Regions from separate parts of the Mus musculus genome. Here all the other regions are linked to region 3. The links are chromatin contacts, called in public Hi-C maps. All regions are on one chromosome and are shown on one strand. The core of a region is the stretch at or near the end of the contact, and the rest is flanking DNA. Distances in the headings are between cores, read along the strand shown. Region 1 has its middle 30 kb from the start of Gm14061. Region 2 has its middle 27 kb from the start of Mir1952. Region 3 has its middle 160 kb from the start of Gm14062.

Region 1 (2,700 bases), core at 103-2,602, 520 kb before region 3:
AAGGGGTTTGTGGTTCAACCAGTGACTCATTAGTCGTAATCTTGGTTTTTAACAAATGTGAGAGACTATGTTGGGAATTGAGGGGTGTCTAACAAAATGAGAGCCATGGAGTATTCTTCACATGAAGAGAGAAAGGGGCTGCTTCTCCTCTGAGGAGGTGTCCTTTACAAACTTAAGGTTATCAGGAAGTATAGATAATAATAGATACATTTCTAAACTACAGAATAAGCATCAATAAAATATAGTCCACATAGAGAGGAAAGGCTCTCCTGAAGAAGAAAACATACAAAGTTTAATGCAAATGGAACTGGAGTTGATTATTAGTTTTAATCAACACTGTACAGACAATATTTTTCTTTTCTCCCTTTTCTTTGGCTCTTAATTTTAACATTATAGTCTTGAATATTTATTAGACATAGCTAAATGTTTTCATTTACTCTGAAAAAAAATTTTCCCTTTCAGTAAAGACCCTATTTCTCTATTGAAAGAGATCCCAAAAGATCTTAACAGATCCAAGAGTTGAAAATAGTAGAAATCACATACTCTTATTATTGTTCAGTAAAAATAGAAATTACTAAAGAAAGTAATCAAATAAAATCTAATTATTTGGAAATTAATGCCTCTGTGCGCTTCTGAGTAATTGCTTGGTCACAATAGAGGACAATGCTTATAACTGAGAATATGCACAGAGTAATAATCAAGAGACCATTTATATGAGATAGTGAGGTACTGCATGCTTCCCTCGGTTTTGTGTTCAAACCTCTCATTACTGTTGCAAGAACATCTTTAAATGGACTAAATTTAGCAGTTTATTTACTTAAGCAGAGAGGAGATTCATGAATCAGGTAGCAAGCTGAACCAGGAAGTGACATGTAAAAATAGTTGGATGGAGAAAAGCGTTCTTTGGACACACTGAGCAGTCAGCAGGCTGTGATCAGCTGAGAGCCCAGCTGCTTGGTTTGCAGAGACTTGGCTACTTATTGCAAGAATATAGCAGTTCAGTTGCAGCTCATTTATACACTAGATTAGGTTGCAGCTTGCTCATATGGAGGCGGCTTTGTGCCAAATTTAACGGAACGTTGGTTTTGAAACTAAAAGAGAAAGAAGCATTGCACGTGGACTATCTAAAGGAGAAATGTGAAGGAAACTAAATGAATTTAAAGAAAACTAAAAAGAGCAATTAGTGAATTTGAAAACAGAACAAGAAAATTCATGCATTCTAGAGCCAGATAATTTATGTATGTCTAAGATGCAGTTATCTGAGATATTTTAGGATTGCTAAGAGGAACTGCTGCTAAACCCACACACAGTAGGTCTGAAGCTGCCTGTGCTCATTTAAAACCCAGTGGAAGCTACATAGCCTACCTGCTCCCCCAGGGTCATCTCAAGAATGGCAACAGTAACAGCACCTCCTACACAGGGATGACTTGTGGAAAGTCCTCCAGGCCAGAATGCTTTATAGATTGTAAGGACAGACTACAGAGAAACTGCAGTCCTTAAGAAAATAAAAGAAAAACACAAGCCAGTAGCATTTGACATAAAAAAAAAAAAAGAACATTGATAAAATAGACATGTGGAAAAATGTACAAGGTAACATATGTTAATAAAAAGGAAGTTTGCAGAAAATGAATAATTAGGGGAAAGGGAATCTGAACTAGCAAAACTGAACAGAAATCTTGTCAAATACATTAACTTACACTTTCAGGATCCAGAAACATATTTCATTATTTAATCTGTGTTGGCATAAAATAGAAAAATTCATCCAAATATTTTCTTTCCAATGAAGAAGAAAAAGAAATTTTATTTCAAAACCCAATGCAGATCAGTACTTGAGGCGAACACATCTCAAAAGAATGTCTCTGGTTGTAATTGAACTGTGTGATGTTAATAAGTATTCCTGCATATACCCATGCATAGACAATGTGTGTGTGCGCGCGCGCACGTGTGCGTGTGCGTGTGTGTGTGTGTGTGTGTGTGTGTGTGTGTGTGTATATGTGTGCGCGCGCGTGCGCGCTATTCACCCCAAAGTCCTGGGCCCCTGGAGCATTGGCTCTCCTCTTATGGCAGTATTCATACAGTGTCTTCCTTACCTGTTTGCTAGTCTGTAGCCCTACTTAACTCTATATTACTTAGGATAAGTCCTATGCCTCTCATTTTGTCTTTGTGGTAAACTCTGTATATTCTTGCCATTTAAGTGAAACTGTTTCAATAGCAGAATATTATGTTCTAATGACACTGGGACTCTACGCATTGCAAAAGTGCTAAGCAGAATTCCCGCCTATAAAATCATTCAATTTGAAAAATCAGTTGTTCTTTATAAGTACCTGATTATAGAAATATGGTTTTTTAAAACTATTGTTTTAATATTTGTTGCTCCATCATACCAATTCAGGAAAGACTCTTATTAACCAATTTCTCTTATGAACATACATACAAATAATAATAATAATAATAATAATAATAATAATAATAATAATAAAAGCAGGATCTGCCAGGATGGATCCTGTCTTTAAAAAAAAAAATGCAGGGACAAAAATGGAGCAGAGACTGAAGAAAAGGCCATTCAAAGACCGGCCTAACTAGGATCCATCCCATGCGCAGGCACTAAACACTGACACTATTACTGATGTTATATTGTGCTTGCAGACAGAAGTTTAACGTGGCTATCCTCTGAGAGGCTCTACCAGCAGCTGACAGAGA
Region 2 (2,729 bases), core at 117-2,616, 760 kb before region 3:
AAGGAGGAGAAGGAGGAGAAGGAGGAGAAGGAGGAGAAGGAGGAGAAGAAGAAGAAGAAGAAGAAGAAGAAGAAGAAGAAGAAGAAGAAGAAGAAGAAGAAGAAGAAGAAGAAGAAGAAGAAGAAAAGAAGAAGAAGAAGAAGAAAGAAAAGGAAAAGAAAGGAGGGATCAAGTTGGTGGAAGACATGGAAGAAAACTGGAAGTGGTCAGAGCTATCTCTGAGTTGAGCTAGAAATGGACAATGGCAACTCCCAGGAATTATGAGGGGGGGCTAGTTAAGCCACTCCTGCCTATAAGATATGCAGCAGTAAAAGATGGAGCAAAAAATTGAGGGAATAGAGACCCGGTGACTGGCCCAGATTGAGACTTACCCCATGGGAGGGAGTCCACCACTGAGACTATTAATGATACTCTGCTATACTTGCAGACAGGCACCTATCATAGCTGTCATCTGCATGGCTTTACCCCACAACTGATGGAAACATATGCTACACCCACAGCCTAACATTAGGCAGAGCTTGGACAATCCTGTGGAGAAGGGGGAGGAAGGATTAAAAGAGCCAGAGAGGTCAAGGACGCCATAAGAAACACTACAAAATCAACTAACATAGACCCATAGATGCCCACAGAGACTGAACTACCAACTAGAGAGCATGCATGGAAGAGACCAAAGCCTTCTGCACATGTGTAACAGTTGTGCAGCTCAGACTTCACTCCTAACGGTAAGAACAAGGGGCTGACACTGGCTCAGTTGCCTGCCTTTGGATTCCTTTCCCCTAACATAGGCAAAGTTGCACCAAGTCCTACTGCAACTTGATATGTCAAGGTAGGTTTATATCTATGTGAGGGCTCCCCTTTACTGAAGAGAAAAGGAGGATGGGGTTAATGAAGGAAGTGAAGGTGAGAGGGAGGAACTGGGAGGAAAGGAAGGATAGGAGGCTGCAAAACAGATATAAAGTAAATACATTAATTAATTAAGAAAACTTTTTACCCATGGATTTTCACCTAAGATAGCATTGGTTTTACATCTCCACATTTAATTAATCCCCTTTCTGAAATCTTTTCTTTATCTTAGTTACAATTCTTATGAGAGCCTGCATCTCATGCCCCCTTTTAACATGGGCATTTTAATATCTGTTTTCAATCAAATTGTCAGTCTCATAAGATTAAGACACGTTTTTCCTAAGGAGACGCAGTAGTTTATTTTATGGTGAGCATATTGTATATGGAATGTCTCATATATTGAATTAAATAAAGAATTTAATAAAGGAAACAAAAAGGCCTAAATGCATTTAGTAGCAGAACATTCACTTGGGTGGACAGAGCAGGTGGAGAGATACACAAATATATTCAAAGCAGAGCTACTGAGGAACACAGTGTACCAGATTAGTTGGCGTGATTTGCTGCCTGGGTGGTAGGTTCAGAGACAAGACCGCCCAGCAATCTGGAGGTAAATTTGGCAAAGAAAGCTGCCCGGAAGCTCTTGGCCTCTCTCACAGCACGCTACTTTGCTGTTACCAAACTCACTCTGATTTTGTTGTTTGACTCTATGCATCAGGTGACAGCATTTCTAACAGGTGTCCTCGTGCTGATATAGAATTGACAAATGGTGGAAAAATAGCAGGCATTTGCTCTGATCCTGATGATAGGGCTGATTTAAGCCCTGGCAGGCTTTTTTTTTTTTTTTTTTTTTTGAGAACCACCTGGCAGTACATTTCAACACACCCACACACAACATTCAGTTAGCATTTAAAGGACTTCCATAAATCACCAGGTTCTCTCAACGGCTACAGAGACAGCTGAATTTTTCTTGGCCATGATGGAACTGTTCATGCCATCTTCTCCCCAACCTTGTCAACAATGCAGAGAGAGTGGCTCCAAACAAAGTAACAGTTTGTGGTTCTATTCTTAAACATTTCTCTGCCATTTGGGGCCATATAAAGGTGTTTGCCACAGTGTTTTAATCATGGTAGAAATTTAGGAGAAATCTACCATTTAGCAGATATGTCAAGCAAGAAATCATTTCTCAGGATGGCCTGCAGACACTCATAATAATAGTGTGCTACCGGTCATATCACCTATGATAATTTGTTTTATCCAAATAGGAATTCTGAATTTACTCAGAGGCATTATGAGACTGTAAATGATTGTAGGAAATAATTGTATGGTTTTTCACATCTAAATAATGATTGTATAATGGAAAGAAAATGATAAAAGAAGGGCATTTGGGAAAGAGATGTTCAAGTTCTATAGTTGGCCTTGACAAAAAGATATATTTAGAAATTCGGAGTGTGTGGGGGGTACATCCTGAGTGTCATACCAGCTGAGATACCCACAATAACTGGCTCCAGTATTATCATGACTTGAAGCCTTAGTTGGTTGTGTGGTATAAATCCTTCTGTTGCAGCCATTTTTAAGCCCCTTCTCCCTGAGTATGAGCTCAAGTAGAGATGTAAGTCTGTCATTGAAGACACTAAGAGTTGAATCAACCCTAGTTCATTACTGGATTTAGACTACCCATTCATCACCTCCTGGAGACAATGGTTGCTACCCAGAAGTGGTTCAGAAGGAACAGTTATCAATAGCCCTGTTCAATAACATAAGACAAAGTCACCAAAGCTAGTAGAAATAGTAGAAAAATGTGCAGTGCCTTATCAAACCTGTTCATGTTCTTTGTGTCCACTTCCTGACATCCATCTCTTATGTAAACTTGAATCTAAGGTCTACAC
Region 3 (2,700 bases), core at 16-2,515:
AGTCATAAGATACCCTTGGCACATGCGCAGATTATTTGTTTACCACTTAGAACACAGGATGTCAGCGCCATCTTGTAACGGCGAATGTGGGGGCGGCTCCCAACAGAAGAAGCCAAGCATGAGTGTGATTTTGAGTGAAACCTCAACCTCAGCTTGATCCGACAAGGTCTCTGTAGCATAACTTTCATGTCAGTTTGTGCGTCCCAAAGGCAAAGGGGACAGGCATTTGACGTTCTGCAATAATAGGGTATCACGTATGAGCTCCTGTGGGACCAGACTTTGGGCATCTGTAATGCCTATGGGTGAAGGAAGCAGCTTTTAGTAGCAAAAGATGCAGAACCTGGGAAATGGAAAAACAATGTCCAAAAGAAAGATATATGGACATCTTGATTGACCACTAGTTCATGCCCATGCTGTGGAAACCCCTTCAAGGGGCTATAATGAACTTATTCATGGATGTCTTCTCTAGCCCACTGTTGTTGGTAGGTCACCTATTACTGTACTCTCTTGTAGAAGTGACTCTTCTAGAATCTGTCACTTCTGGTGCATAACACTAATTGAAAGGCTAGCATTTCAGAGAAATATGTCAGAGATAATATTTAAAAGATGCCATTCTGTCAGGCTTGTCGCTGGAGTGTGACATGACTACAGGAGCCCTGTTAGAAGTAATGAGCCAAGAGGAGCTCAAGTCGCTTGGTTCATTCAGCAGAGCGAGGCTCAAGGATTGAGCTAATATTATTACTGACCATAAATGTTGTTAGGGGGATGGAGAGGATGTTAACGCCACTAAGCATTACAATCAAATCTCAATAATGACCAGCGAAGCAGCCTAATAAATTGTAGATTATGTGTGCCATGCATATTCATTCTGTCAGAAACCTCAACTTCCTGGCTGATAGAATTTCAAGGGCTTATGCTACAAGCACTGGGCTTAAAGCCACATGTAGGAAAAGAAAAAAGATGATGAAGGAAAATAATGCTGAGAATTCTGACAGAATTATCTAAGTCTAGTGCCTTAGCTACTTCGTGTCCCCTGACGCCCCCCCACCCCCGCCAATTTTCCACTAATGTATATAAGAAAATGATGTAAAGGTGCAGAATTACTGCGGAGTAAGAAACCACAGCTTTGAACGTGAGTGTTGTGAATGCAGAACATCCTCCCGAATCCGTCCTGAGAGGATGGTTTCTGGTTTAGACTGGCTTCCTCTGTTGCTCGTCATGCACCATGGAACAGCAGGTCTCCCAGTCTCGTTTCTCTGGCTGCCAAGCTTGCCAAGCACATTTTGGAAAAATGAGAAGTTCCTGTCACTAAGAAAGAGGATGCCATGTGTGTGCATTTGTTAAAAATAAATCTGCTTTCACCAAATCTCATCCAGGAAAATCTAAGGAAAACCCTTCAGAAGAAATACTCTCAGAGTATCAATGATTTCCATGTTCTGAGCATCTCCCAGAAGCCATAGTTTCTTTTGAATTGACCTCTGATTTCTGAGGATTTTTAGATCTCTTTAGAGAAGTCCATTTTAGAGGGTATTTCTCCTTTCCTCAGGGTTTAAGACACCAGGCGACAAACAGCATCTTCCAGACGCAATTTCTTCCTCACTGGCCTCCCTTTGCCCAAGAAGATGCTGCCCCCTGGCGGCAGACAGGGGAACATGTACACACGTCTACATTTCCAACCCATCTTATTCTCAGATGAAAACAAGCAAACAGCCCTTGAGGCTTTTCTTTGCTAATATTAATTTTTTGCATAATAATATGACGCCCACTCACCTGTTTCAACTCACAATTTTTATCCCCAGGAAAATACAGAGGAAATGATTTACAGTAGTCACTGTATGTGGGCAGCATCCCTTCCAATGTTCCTACTACCAGGAACAAGGCCCCAAGGTTCAAGCTTCACCATGATGGTTGACTCTTTAAACATAGCTTTATTTCCTTCCAGTATCAAGGTCTGGACTTAGAAGAGAGGAGGTCGTCACCTTCGTGCCCTCACAGCAGTCTCCCACAGAAGCTAGCACAACCTAAAAGGACCCTTGTCTCTGTGAGCAAACTCAAAACTCAAGTGGGTGGCAGAACGGGGATATTACTCTGTCAAGGATGAGTCCTCACCTTCCTAGCCTTATGTGTGAGCCCCTCAAATCCTAGGAATCTATTAACTGCCTGGATTCCTGTTGACGAGGCTGAAGCGTCTGTCACAGTGCTCAGCCTCTCATTCTTCCCTAGGTCTCACAGGGGCTCCCGTGGCAGCTCATTAGGCAGCTACTGGTCTATTGGTGGGGATAAGGATCCCAGCCGGCACCCCCGAATGTTCTGGAGTTAATTCGATTATAAAAACAAACAAACAAACAAACAAACAAACAAAAACCCAAAGCAAACCAAAAGAAACAAAAGGAAGGAAAGGAAAGGAGACTCAGGCAAACCTGATTCAGGACTTCATTATTTCCATTAAAAATACAGGTTAGAAGCAAAGATTATTATTTGAGTAACTCACATTCTGGTGTTTCAAAGTTTTCTGAGAACCTCACTAGAACTAAAGAGTGGAACATTTTTGTGACAGTTTATTATTTTTCTGCTGGCTCTCCTCCCCTTGCCCTTCCTCATTGCTTTGGCCCCCTCTTTCACAGATATTGAAGACACATGTATGCCTGGTAGCCATGGGGGCCAAAAGAGGTTGTCCAAGGTCCTGGAACTAAGTCTGTG

Evidence for each region. A called contact is a pair of places that touch in the nucleus more often than the background predicts.
Region 1: a contact with region 3 is called in a Hi-C map of forebrain, with 5 times the contacts expected there. The contact joins two enhancer-like sites. A contact is called at or near these places in 2 of 484 Hi-C or Micro-C datasets (cortical neurons and forebrain) and 1 of 115 datasets of contacts at active chromatin or transcription factors (bone marrow-derived dendritic cells).
Region 2: a contact with region 3 is called in a Hi-C map of ventral hippocampal neurons, with 1.9 times the contacts expected there. The contact joins two enhancer-like sites.

Annotation. Positions count from the first base shown.
Region 1 is chr2:138,550,008-138,552,707 of GRCm38.p6, reverse strand. No RefSeq gene overlaps it. Among named protein-coding and RNA genes, the nearest start is that of Gm14061, 30 kb to the left of the region's middle. Within about 2 kb of position 1,352, at least 21 of the 459 cell types and tissues checked have an H3K27ac peak or open chromatin away from gene starts, as enhancers often do. A contact at or near this core is called in cortical neurons and forebrain, where this site is marked.
Region 2 is chr2:138,791,963-138,794,691 of GRCm38.p6, reverse strand. No RefSeq gene overlaps it. Among named protein-coding and RNA genes, the nearest start is that of Mir1952, 27 kb to the left of the region's middle. Within about 2 kb of position 1,366, at least 12 of the 459 cell types and tissues checked have an H3K27ac peak or open chromatin away from gene starts, as enhancers often do. A contact at or near this core is called in ventral hippocampal neurons, where this site is marked.
Region 3 is chr2:138,032,491-138,035,190 of GRCm38.p6, reverse strand. No RefSeq gene overlaps it. Among named protein-coding and RNA genes, the nearest start is that of Gm14062, 160 kb to the right of the region's middle. Within about 2 kb of position 1,265, at least 24 of the 459 cell types and tissues checked have an H3K27ac peak or open chromatin away from gene starts, as enhancers often do. A contact at or near this core is called in cortical neurons, forebrain and ventral hippocampal neurons, where this site is marked.